Regions from separate parts of the Mus musculus genome. Here region 1 is linked to region 2. A link is a contact called in public Hi-C data. All regions are on one chromosome and are shown on one strand. The core of a region is the stretch at or near the end of the contact, and the rest is flanking DNA. Distances in the headings are between cores, read along the strand shown.

The links. Hi-C and Micro-C count contacts between places; a contact is called where the count stands out from the background.
Region 1: a Hi-C map of Th1 cells shows a contact between it and region 2, with 2.7 times the contacts expected there. The contact joins two enhancer-like sites. A contact is called at or near these places in 2 of 15 datasets of contacts at CTCF or cohesin (large pre-B cells and pro-B cells), 35 of 484 Hi-C or Micro-C datasets (the C10 cell line, the G1E-ER4 cell line, the HL-1 cell line and 22 more), 6 of 115 datasets of contacts at active chromatin or transcription factors (T-cell acute lymphoblastic leukemia, bone marrow-derived dendritic cells, effector CD8 T cells and 3 more) and 1 of 9 other capture datasets (embryonic stem cells).

The regions. Positions count from the first base shown.
Region 1 is chr6:30,354,246-30,360,128 of GRCm38.p6, reverse strand. No RefSeq gene overlaps it. Among named protein-coding and RNA genes, the nearest start is that of Zc3hc1, 34 kb to the left of the region's middle. Within about 2 kb of position 4,243, at least 102 of the 459 cell types and tissues checked have an H3K27ac peak or open chromatin away from gene starts, as enhancers often do. A contact at or near this core is called in Th1 cells, effector CD8 T cells, granulocyte-monocyte progenitors and 2 more, where this site is marked.
Region 2 is chr6:29,826,457-29,832,137 of GRCm38.p6, reverse strand. All of the region lies in intron 1 of Ahcyl2 (S-adenosylhomocysteine hydrolase-like 2), which reads right to left. Among named protein-coding and RNA genes, the nearest start is that of Ahcyl2, 61 kb to the right of the region's middle. Within about 2 kb of position 4,402, at least 73 of the 459 cell types and tissues checked have an H3K27ac peak or open chromatin away from gene starts, as enhancers often do. A contact at or near this core is called in Th1 cells, effector CD8 T cells, granulocyte-monocyte progenitors and 2 more, where this site is marked.

The DNA of each region.
Region 1 (5,883 bases), core at 2,994-5,493, 530 kb before region 2:
AAAACACTAGTTTCCTAGCTCTTTGTAGATTTTAGCCAATTGTAATAGACTCACCGAGTGGGACATTATTTTCAGGGGCTTTCCACATTTGGTCATCACACCCGTAGACAACTGGGACTGCTTCTCAACCCAGCTCTTGACTATTTTCCACCCAGCTCTGTCTCAGCAACAAAAACAGCTGCTTGTATGGCCTGACCACCACCAAGAGCTCAGACGCTTCCTCCTCAAGCTTTCCTAACTATTTTTAGTTCCTTTCCTATTCTGGGTTTTCTTTGGCTTTATAGAGCCGTCATCTGGCCCGCTGACCCATGCCTTTAGGAGAGAATGCTACACTTGAGCCCTTCATTGAGAGGCTGTTCTTTCCATCTTTAGCCCATGTTCTCTTTTCAGTGCCTCCCTAACTAAATTGATTCATGTAGCTGAAACCAATGGAGGACCAGGAGACCGTGCACAGGCCTCTGGGTAGGGCAGTGAGGTCACAGGGATTGAGGGTCAGAGTGTTTTAATCCGTTTATTGACCTTGTACTCGATGCTCTGAGCTGTCTACCCAGTACATCAGTGAGCTGTAGAGACGAAAGTGACCAGCAACCAGGGGGTAGAAGTCGGAACCAAAATGCCTAGGACTCCAGATTTATCTACCAGGAAGGCCTTCACTACCTTCAGGAAGAAGTCAAGACCAGACATACACACACACACACACACACACACACACACACACACACACACACACACACACGCGACCCTTTTCAAAGTCTGTTCAGTTCCAGGCCAGTCCTGTCTAGCCCAGTAAGAGCCAATAGAAAGGAAGCTGCACTGTAGTCCCCACAAATGAGGCAGCTCTGTGGCCATCTTAAGAGTCAAGGCTGTGTCTAGAATGTGCTTCTCGTGCAGTGTGAGGGAGGTGGGGAGGACGGAAGAGCAGTGCTCAGCAGGAGGACACTGGAAAACTGATCTTACTCGTTTTTTCAGACATTTGCCTACACACGAGGCCTAGCTTCATCATTAAAGCCCCATATAATCACTATTCCTTTTCACAAATGAGGATGCTGAAACATAATACTTTGCTCAAAGTCACTAGCCAATGAGGGCCAACATTCAAGTTTGGACCATCTGTATCCAAAGTCTAGCCAAGGTTCCACAAAAGACAAGACATATGCATGACAATGTTTATATATTTCTACTTGAAATAAATTGAAGATAACCTAAACATCTGGTAATTGATTACAGAGTATAGCTTGGGAGACTATCATTTAAATTATTGAAATGATTATTGTAAGGGCCAGGGAAATGGCTCAGAGGTTAAAAGCATATCTTGATCTTAAAATGGACCCAAGTTCAGTTTTCCCCACCCACATGATCCATAACCCTGGTTCTAGAGAACCTGACACCCTCTGGTCATCTCTCACACCAAGTATGCACGTGGCACATCAACATACATGCAGAACACACACCCATATGCAGAAAATAGATCTAAAAAATAGTGTAGTCATTCACAGTGGCGGGCGCATTTAATGTCACCTTTCAGGAGGTAGAATCAGGTGAAGCTGTGTGTACTGAGGCCAGTCTGTCCTACATAGTTCCAGGATGGCCCACATACTGAGACCCTGTCTTACAAAACAAAACAAGAAAAACATTGCCTCAAAAAAAAAATCAAAGGACTATTATTGTTTTTTTTTCAAAGATTTATTTATTATTATTATACATAGGTACACTGTAGCTGACTTCAGACATGCCAGATCTCATTATGGGTGGTTGTGAGCCACCATGTGGTTGCTGGGATTTGAACTCGGGACCTTCAGAAGAGCAGTCAGTGCTCTTACCCGCTGATCCATCTCCCCAGCCCAGGACTATTATTGTAATGTAGTTTATTCATATAGTGGAATGATACTCAGAGTTTTTAAGTTGCTCTTTATCTAATGTGGGTCAAAAACGTGTGTAACTAGAGTGATCTGTGTTCTGTAGGTAACTAGACATCCAGGAAAATGTGACGTATGAGGTAGTAAATGGCTAGAAAACTTAGAAAACTTCCCCTTTATGAGAGCCATAGCATCTGCCCACTTTCCAAAAACTTAGGTATTTAGTCCAGACTCAAGGTCAGGTTAGCTATAGTGTCAAGCTGTAATACTAGCAGTACCCACTAGAGCCATTAGGTGCCGCCAGTGCTTCACATTAAACTCCAGCTTGCCTTTCAAACAACCACGGACCCACCGCCACCAATCACTGGGGGACAGGCCCTGGGCGACAACTCTCCTTTCCAAATGGTTCACCCTCATTTCTGCATCATTTTTCGGGTGTTTTGATTTGTTTTGTTTTGTTTTGTCTTAGAAAATGTCTCACTTTGTAGCCTTGTCTGGTCTGGAAATTTTGTCAGTGGTTCTTAACCTTCTTAATGCTGTGGCCCTTTTAATACAGTTTCTCGTGATTTTTTTTTTCTTTTTACATGACTAATTAATTTTGCTACACTTAGGAATGGTAATGTAAATACCAGTTTTCCGGTGGCCTTATGTGACCCCTGTGAAAGGGTCACTTGACAACCCCTCCCACGTTGGGTTGCAACCCACAAGTTGAGAACCTCTGCTCTATTTAGACTAGATTGGCCTCAGACACAGAGACCCACCTCCATGTGCCTCCCTAGCGCTCTTATGGAAGGCAGACACCACCTCGCCAGCCTCGCCACAGCATCTGGCTTTGTCTTGTCTAAGTCAGTGTAGACTGGAAGTTGGGGCTGCCTGCTTTGTAGCACAGACCAGTCCAGTGATAGGAAAATGGACAGCATGGAGGTGGGTGCCCAGAGAAGAGGAAAGAGAATGTATTTAGTGAAGATCCAGAGAAGTGGAGGATGCTCTCCTTTTTTTTTTTTTTTTTTTTTTTTTTTTTTTTTTTGAGACAGGGTTTCTCTGTATAGCCCTGGCTGTCCTGGAACTCACTCTGTAGATCAGGCTGGCCTCAAACTCAGAAATCCTCCTGCCTCTGCCTCTCGAGTGCTGGGATTAAAGGCACTCCTGAGGATGCTCTCCTTAAAGTTCAGGGCTAATCCCTTGTATCCAGCATTAGAGACATTGTATCCACCATTAGAGGCGTGCAGAAATGCCTAAAGACCAGACTGACTGGGAAGCCAGAAGAGAAAGCCACAAGAGGAGACGAGCCACTGGCAGCCACCTTGCTCCACATGGCTGCACTGACGCCAGTCCTCCCAAGGTGTCACCAACACTCAGGCTGAGTCACTCCAAACCCAGCCCACAGAGTTAAGCCAGTAACAAAACCTGGAGGACGTGGCCACAGGGCCAAGGGCCAGAGCAATGTCATCACGGGCAACCGTGCAGCTCGGGCCCGGCAGATGACCCTTTCCTTGTGAGCATTCCAGGGTGTGTGACTGATGCTCACTGACCCCGATTCATGGCGGCACGGAACACAAAGAGGTCATTACTGCCCCTTGATCCACCGGGGAAACTGAGGAATGGAGTGGGGAAGCAGCTTTGGCCCGTGAGTCAGTGGTACAGGTCATGAGTTCATTACCACCCCGTCAGGTCAGTCAGGTGCCTATGAAGCCACACTTCCCAACCAGAAGTAAACATGGCTGTCCAGGGCCAGGGAAGGGAGGGCCTTCCACCCAGTGCCCTTTCCATACCTGTCCAGCGGTAGAACCAGACACAAAGTTGCAAAGACTATGGCCTGACTCCCTGCATTCAGCCAAGGTCAGAGTGGGGAGTGACAGCCAAGACGGCACACAGGTTGTGGCCAAGCCAGCTCAGAGTCAGTCGGGATCTGGCCATCTGGACTCAAATACTGGATGCCCTTGTTATCAGTCTGTCTTCTGAGCCAGCTCCTGGGGCCTCTGCTTCTTGATATGTAAAAGGGGCAGGAGTAGTCAGTGTCTATGTCAAAGGGCTGCTTAAGAGCTAAGGGACCTGATGTTTGTTACGTGGTTGCTAAGCAATCCTTAGCTGCACACCTGGCCACCCGTGTCTCCAGGCTGTAGGGACTTTTGGGTCTGAGGAAAAGAAATGGGCACTGGGCTCAGGCAAAAACATCCCAGAATGTCTCGCTAGCTCATCCTTGCTATGGGAAGGATTCTTCTCGCCCAGTGGCTCTCCCCCATCAGCAGAGGTGCTGGTACTTCAGCTCGATGCCCAGTTTTAGAAGCATCGGGAAGCAGCATCTTGGGCAACCAAACACCAAGTGAGATAACCACATTCTTGCCAGCCTCCTCCAGCCTTGGCTCAGGGCCCAGCAGGGCCACCCTTAGGAGATGGTGCTAAGAAGACAACAGGCAAGCTAATTATAGGCCCGGCCTGCTGGGCTGTGGACACTGCCTGTTTGGCCTGCACGGCTTACCTGAGTCATCTATCCTGCGGCCACTTGAGCCTGGATCTGGACTAGCAGGCCACAGGGAGTCAGGAGCGCCTTCCCTGTGCTCAGTCTGGTCAGCTGCACCACTTCCTGCCTCTTTTCCCCTCAGAAAGCCAGTTGAGGCAGGTGAGCACCCCAGATCAGAGGCCAGAAGGCCTAATGCCTACTGCGAGGTGAGCACAATGCTGGGATCCCAGAGTCTCTGGAAAAATCACTTCACAGGTCAAAGTAAAAGGCATAGAATGAACAGGGCAGTGGCCTCCTCCTTCCACCACACGGTCCACACCTCCATCCTCTCCCTGAACCTTACTGGTCTGCAGGGGCCCCAGCTCTCTTGCTCCTCAGTGGTCAGCTGTGATCTGGGCTCAGTTCCCATAAACTTAGCCCAGGAATTTTTCAAAGTAAAAGGAGGGCAAATATGGGTGCCGTGGTTCAAAAAATCAGTCTTAAAATCACAACAGAGTTAGAAAACATTCTTTGAGGCGTTAAAAATGAGGATAAATGACAAGAAAGTCCCCAGCTCTTTGGATTTAGTGCATTAGGGAGGCAAGGGTGTGGCAGGAGAAAAACTGGGGGTACCCTCTGTGAGGGGAATGTTTGCACCCATAGCAGGGCTCATCTGTGCACTAGAAGGCCAACATGGAAAGCTGTGAACCCAGACTCGGGAGGCAGAGGCAGAGGGGTCAGGAGTTCAAGGTCAGCTTTGGATAAGTGGTGAGTTCAAGGCCAGCATGGGCTACATGAGGTCCTATTAAAAAAAAAAAAAAAAAGCCAAAGGGGCCGTGAGTGAGGTCGGGCAAGAAACAGGAAGTGATGTGGGTGGGTGCTGTTTTGTTTTGCTTCTGTTTTTGAGAGGGAGAAGGAGAGGGAGAGTGTGTGTGTGTGCCAAAAGCCATAGGTCTCCTAGAGCAGGAGTCACAGGAAGTGAGTTGTCTGACATAGACGTATGGGATTGAACTCACGTCCTTTGGAAGAGCAACACTTGTTCTTAACTCTTAAGTCACCTTTTCAGCCCCTAATTTTTTTTTTTAATTTAAAAAAAAAAGATGTGTGTGTGATTGGAGGGGTCTATCATGGCACAAGAGTGGAGGTCAGAGGACAACTTTGGAGTTGATTCTGTCTGTCTACCTTTAGGTGGGTCCTTGTCATAACAGCAGCCATCTCACCAACCTGTTCTCTTGGTTGTTTTTGTTTTTGTTTTTGTTTTTTCCCCTCCCTGTTTTATTTTAGTTATCTATCTATTTATTTTGAGACAGGGTTTTTCTGTGTAGCCCTGGTTGTCCTGGAACTCACTCCATAGACCAGGCTGGCCTCGAACTCAGAGTGCTGGGACTTAAGGCATACAACCCGGCCTTCCTTCCTTTTTTTTTTTTTTTTCCTGACAGGGTCTGTATCTCCCTCTGTAAGCCTGGCTGACATGCCTCTTGCTATGTAGTGACTGTAAGGCTGGACTCAAACTCAGAGATTCTGCCTGCCAAGCCGCCCACGAGCTGGGGTTCAAGGCTTGTGCCCCTTCACCCTGCCTTGTGTTTT
Region 2 (5,681 bases), core at 3,153-5,652:
TCCCCATGCTGAGATTATAGGCTCGCACCCTTGTGCTCATTCCTATTCTGAAGGAACCAATCTGTCTCCTCACTAATCTTCAAACTGCCTCATCTTTGGTTTCTCGTTTTTAAATCTATTATTCCAGTCACTTGGGTTTCAGACAGGAGTCAGTGCTGCACTTTCTTCTCCTAAAAGTGTATTTATTTTCATTAAAAAAAAAAAAAAAAAGCCGGGAAGTTGGCGCACGCCTTTAATCCCAGCACTTGGGAGGCAGAGGCAGGTGGATTTCTGAGTTCGAGGCCAGCCTGGTCTACAGAGTGAGTTCTAGGACATCCAGGGCTACAGAAAAACCCTGTCTCAAAAAACCAAAAAAAAAAAAAGTACAGCTGCAAAAACGTGTTCTGCTTTTTTGAGGGGAGCAGGGAGCAGTGCTGGGGCTCAGCCTGGAGCTCTGCGTGTAATAGGCAAGTGCTCTACTACTGTGCTACATCTCTAGCCCTACATGCTCCATTTCTTTTGACATTACCTTTGAGTAAATTGAACAGAGCACAGGAATCTAAGACAACTTTAATCTCTGGCAGTCTGCATCCAGCTGGTGGGTAGTAATGGTACTAGCTAGGACTGCAGACACTGCTCAGTTTCTCTTGTCTCCAGACTTTTGCACACAATTTCCTCAGTGGGAAATAAAAATGCCTTTCTGTGTCCTACTTACTTTCCACCTTCTTTCTCTTGTGCTGCCTAAGAGCATGGTGCTCTTACATGAAGCTCTGACAGCTGGAATTACTGCCTTGTGACTTACAGGCCATGCTCCTTTATGCTAGTATCTGTTACTTGAAGAATCTATTGGGAGACTTCCAAAATCATAAGAGATTTTATATTTCTTTTTATTTACACTACCTTACCCAAAATAAATTTCACAGGATAACTGTGTGCTGCTTTCACCCTAGAAATCCGTAAGGATCCTGTAAGAAAGCTTTGAGGACAAACAGCCATTTTCATGGCTATCCATGACTTGAATATACTCAAGTCTTCATTTCTATCTCACTCCTACAACAAAACTACTGCTCCAACCTACAGAGTATCCACACTCTAGCCCAAGCTAGCCTGGGGTTCACTAGGTGTCCCAAGCATGCTTCAAACTTACAGCAATCTTCCCGCCTTCACCTTTTTAGCAGTTATTTCTCTTATTGCTGAAATAAAATACTCAACAAAAGCAACTTAAGGAAGGGTGGATTTACTTGCGTTCACAGTTCAGGGGTATAGTCTTTATGGTATAGGAAAGTCCAGGGGTATAGTCTTTATGGTATAGGAAAGTTCAGGGTATACTCTTTATTGTATAGGAAAGTTCAGGGTATAGTCTTTATGGTATAGGAAAGTTCAGGGTATAGTCTTTATGGTATAGGAAAGTCCAGGGGTATAGTCTTTATGGTATAGGAAAGTTCAGGGGTATAGTCTTTATGGTATAGGAAAGTTCAGGGGTATAGGCTTTATGGTATAGGAAAGTTCAGGGTATAGTCTTTATGGTATAGGAAAGTTCAGGGTATAGTCTTTATGGTATAGGAAAGTTCAGGGGTATAGGCTTTATGGTATAGGAAAGTTCAGGGGTATAGGCTTTATGGTATAGGAAAGTCCAGGGGTATAGTCTTTATGGTATAGGAAAGTTCAGGGGTATAGGCTTTATGGTATAGGAAAGTCCAGGGGTATAGGCTTTATGGTATAGGAAAGTCCAGGGGTATAGGCTTTATGGTATAGGAAAGTTCAGGGTATAGGCTTTATGGTATAGGAAAGTTCAGGGTATAGTCTTTATGGTATAGGAAAGTTCAGGGGTATAGTCTTTATGGTATAGGAAAGTCCAGGGGTATAGGCTTTATGGTATAGGAAAGTCCAGAGGTATAGGCTTTATGGTATAGGAAAGTCAGGGTAGCAGGAACTTGAGGCAGCTGGTCACACTCTTTCAGGAAGCAGAGAGCAGCAGAAACTATTGTGCATTTCACAGCCTATGTGCCACCTACTCAGAGTTAAGGTAAATCTTCCCATCTTAGTTAACCTAACCTAAGTAATCCCTTACACGCATACCCAGGGGCTTAGATAATTTAGATGAACCACCACAGACATACCTTCTAGGTCAATGATTTTCAACCTGTGAGTTGTGACCTCTTTGGGAGTTGAATGACCCTTTATAGGAGTTACATATCAGATGTCTTGCATATCAGATATTTACATTCCAATTCACAACAATAGCAGAATTACAGTTATGAAGTTAACAACAACAGTAATTTTATGGTTGGGGGTCACTACAAGATGAGGATATATTAAAGGATTGAAGCATAAGGAAGGTTGCAAACCACTGTTCTAGCTGATCCTATCAAGTTGATTAACTATCACAGCCTCTTAAGTGCTGGGAATACAGACGTGAGCCACCAAACCTGGCTCTGCTTTTAGCAAATTCTATGCTAAAAGAATATGTACCTTCTTGGTATATTTTATCTCTGGCAAAGCCTTATTTTAAGCTGAAAGCAACTGAACAAAGCAGGATAGGGTGAGTTTTCTATGTTCCTCCCCACTACCTGAGAACAAAATATAAAGTCCCTTTTAAAAAGTGCCCCCCATCCCGGTCTCTTGCCAGGATGAGGAGAGAACAATCTCAATGTAGACACGAGGACCTAACAAAAGAGGGTACACAAGCAAACCACACTATCTAGCCCTCATCTACCAGCGGTTTCCACATCTGTCTTCTCACAGTACCCACTTAGCCTTGTAGCTCTAAGGCTTTTCTTTTACCTTGTCACTTGGCTACAAATATACTGGTTGGTGTTAAACTGTGCTGTAAGTCTGAATTCTAACTACCCTGTTCAGTTAGTCACCTCTTAATGCACATAGCATGTGCGTATTAAAGACCCACTGCTTGTTAATAATCTTTTGTTTGCTTCTCTTTCATTAATATCTTCTATTGCTGTAAGTTACAGGCCAAGCGAGTGAACCTGAGATGGGCAGAGAAGGTTTCCTTCCCTACACTATCTGGAAGTGTAACAGTATAAAGTATTAAGTGTGCAGAACTGTCTTCCCACTGGAACAACTGACTATGTGAGCTAGCACCTGCTGGATCATTTTCTTGGCTAAATGTTGTGAACCGCCACACAAAGGAAGTGAAAGTAGATACAAGTGATGAAGCAACTGAGAAAAAAAATCATCTAGTTTGTACTATATCTCAGAAATGGGAGGGGAAATTTTCATCCAATTTCCTGCTAACATCTAAGAAAGTTCTTACCAAGCCACACTTAAATTTTATTAAAAATTAACCCAATGACCAAGGGTTAATTGGGTTATGTTAAGGGTTCACTAGGGGTTGGCAGAGGAGCTCAACAGAAACTGGAGGAGCCAAGCTTAACAAGCAACACTGGAGAAGTCAATTAGCAAATTCCTAACATAGGCCGAATAGCAAGAAGTGTGTAAGAAAAGAACATGGGTATTTTCAAACATGGAAGAACTCAAAACTCAGCTCTCTTTTACCCTCCACAAAAAATTATGATTGAAGTGTGGGAGGATAAGCTTTAGCAATTTTAAGGAGAAAAATAACAAAAAAAGAAGAGGGGGTGAGAAAATAAGAGACTAAAAAGACAAAATTGTGAAATCAGTTACCTGATGGTGTGGATTCGAATAGCTGCACAGAAGAAGTGCAGACAGGACCTGAGGCCACTAAAAGAAACAGGCAAGGGTTGTTGCCAGTTCTTTCTACCACAAACCTGATGCAAAGTTTAGGGGTTTCATTTTTGTGCTTACAAGAAGGATCAAGCATCCTCCTGCCGCTACTTCTCAAGTGGCTGCTAGATGTTCAAATATCTATTCTGTTTTAAAGGACCCTTCCTATGTATAGAGAAAGATCTTTTTCTGACATTCCTGGTGCACATGCAGTCACTGTGAAGAGCTGTTTGGGTATCACTCTCGCAATCTTAAAACGTTAGGTAGTTTTTGACCTAATGATTTCACCTTTAGGATTCACCCCACTGATATACCAAATATATGTTCTAAAAGCATGCCATGTGTTTTAGGTCTCTGCCACCATTGTTTGTTGGTTGTGACTGTAAATTACTGACTAAGCAGTTACTTGTCACTCAGGAAGTACTTTCAACACCAATATGCACAATGTAAGCCTTTGAGCCCCCAAAATATAAATTTCGTAAGTATCACCATTTATTTTTGGGTTTCCTGGTTCTGAAAGATAGCTTATAACAGTTATTTTACCCCAAATAGTGACAAGGTTCTAACATGCAAAAGAATAAGACATATTAGCTGTATCTCTGAACAGCTGAAACGGGTTTTGTGTGTGTGTGTGTGTGTGTGTGTGTGTGTGTGTGTGAGGACTGAAACAGCCAGCTAATGGAGAGCCAAGGGGAGAAGCATTCTTTGTTCTCAATTTGGCCCCTTCTACTTCTCCACACTTACCTTCCCCTAGGGAGGTAGCATACAAGCACCCACTGGTTTACTCAATGTTAGCTATATTTTGTTGACATGGCAACAGAAATACACATAAAGGAAGGCACAAAAAGGGTTATTTGCTTATAATTGGTTCAAACTCTTCCCATTCAGGAGAAAAGACTTTAAATAAGCACACAAGACTTTGATAAAGACTAGATAGAGAAGACTTTTCTAGTACAAAGCTAAGAGAGGAACCAGGCACTGCTGTGTGCTGTTGCACCTCTCACTTCCGTAGCTTGTTGCTGAGTGATCCCAAATTACAGAACTGAGTAATGGTTTCAATTATGTTTCTGAAAGAGTTCACACCTTCAGATCTCAAACTAACAGGGCTATTTCAACATTCTGGCTTTTATAAACTAGTGCCAAGAGGAAGTTTCAGGGATCAAGAGTGAATACACCCAAGCTAAGAAGTATGTCTTTAGAACATAACTAGAAACATAATATGTGGGGGGCTATTTTAAGCCCACCACCATCCTGTTATAAAATGAATATCCTTAAAAAAAGCTTTAAGCACATACACACACACATACATAGGCACACACACATAAACACACAGACATACTCATATAGATACATAGATATATACACAGATACACACAAGCACAGACACCCATACACAGAAACACATACACACAGAGACACACAGAGAGATACACAGGCATACACATAGCCCTCCTGAAATAGACATAGACATACATATACACACACAGACACACACACACACACATACACGCACACAAACATGACACATGCAGAGAGGGTATAAGAAGAAAAGAGACACAGATTAACTTAACAGTAAAAACAAAAACAAAGCCTTGAGTGCTAGCTCTTCCTTTTCTTTTGTTTTTTGGAGACAGGGTCTCACTTTGTAATTCTAGCTGGCCTCAAAATTATAATGTAAACCAGGGCATCCTTGAACTCCCAGAAATCTGCCTGCTTCTGTCTCCTAAATGCACAGGCACATGTGTAGGAAAAATACTCATACACATAAAAATAAGAAATTAAAATAAAAGAGCCCTATTATCTAAAAAAATCTCAACTGTCATATATTAACCTGATTCTAAGTTTATATTATAAATAGTAATTGAACACACTAAGCCTTTCTTTTACCTATTCAGGATCAACTCAGGACTTTAGGCGTGCTAATAACAAGTGAGCTATTTCCTCAGCCTCTAGTCTTGATTTTGATTGAATCTAACTACACAGCTCAAAGGCTGGACTGG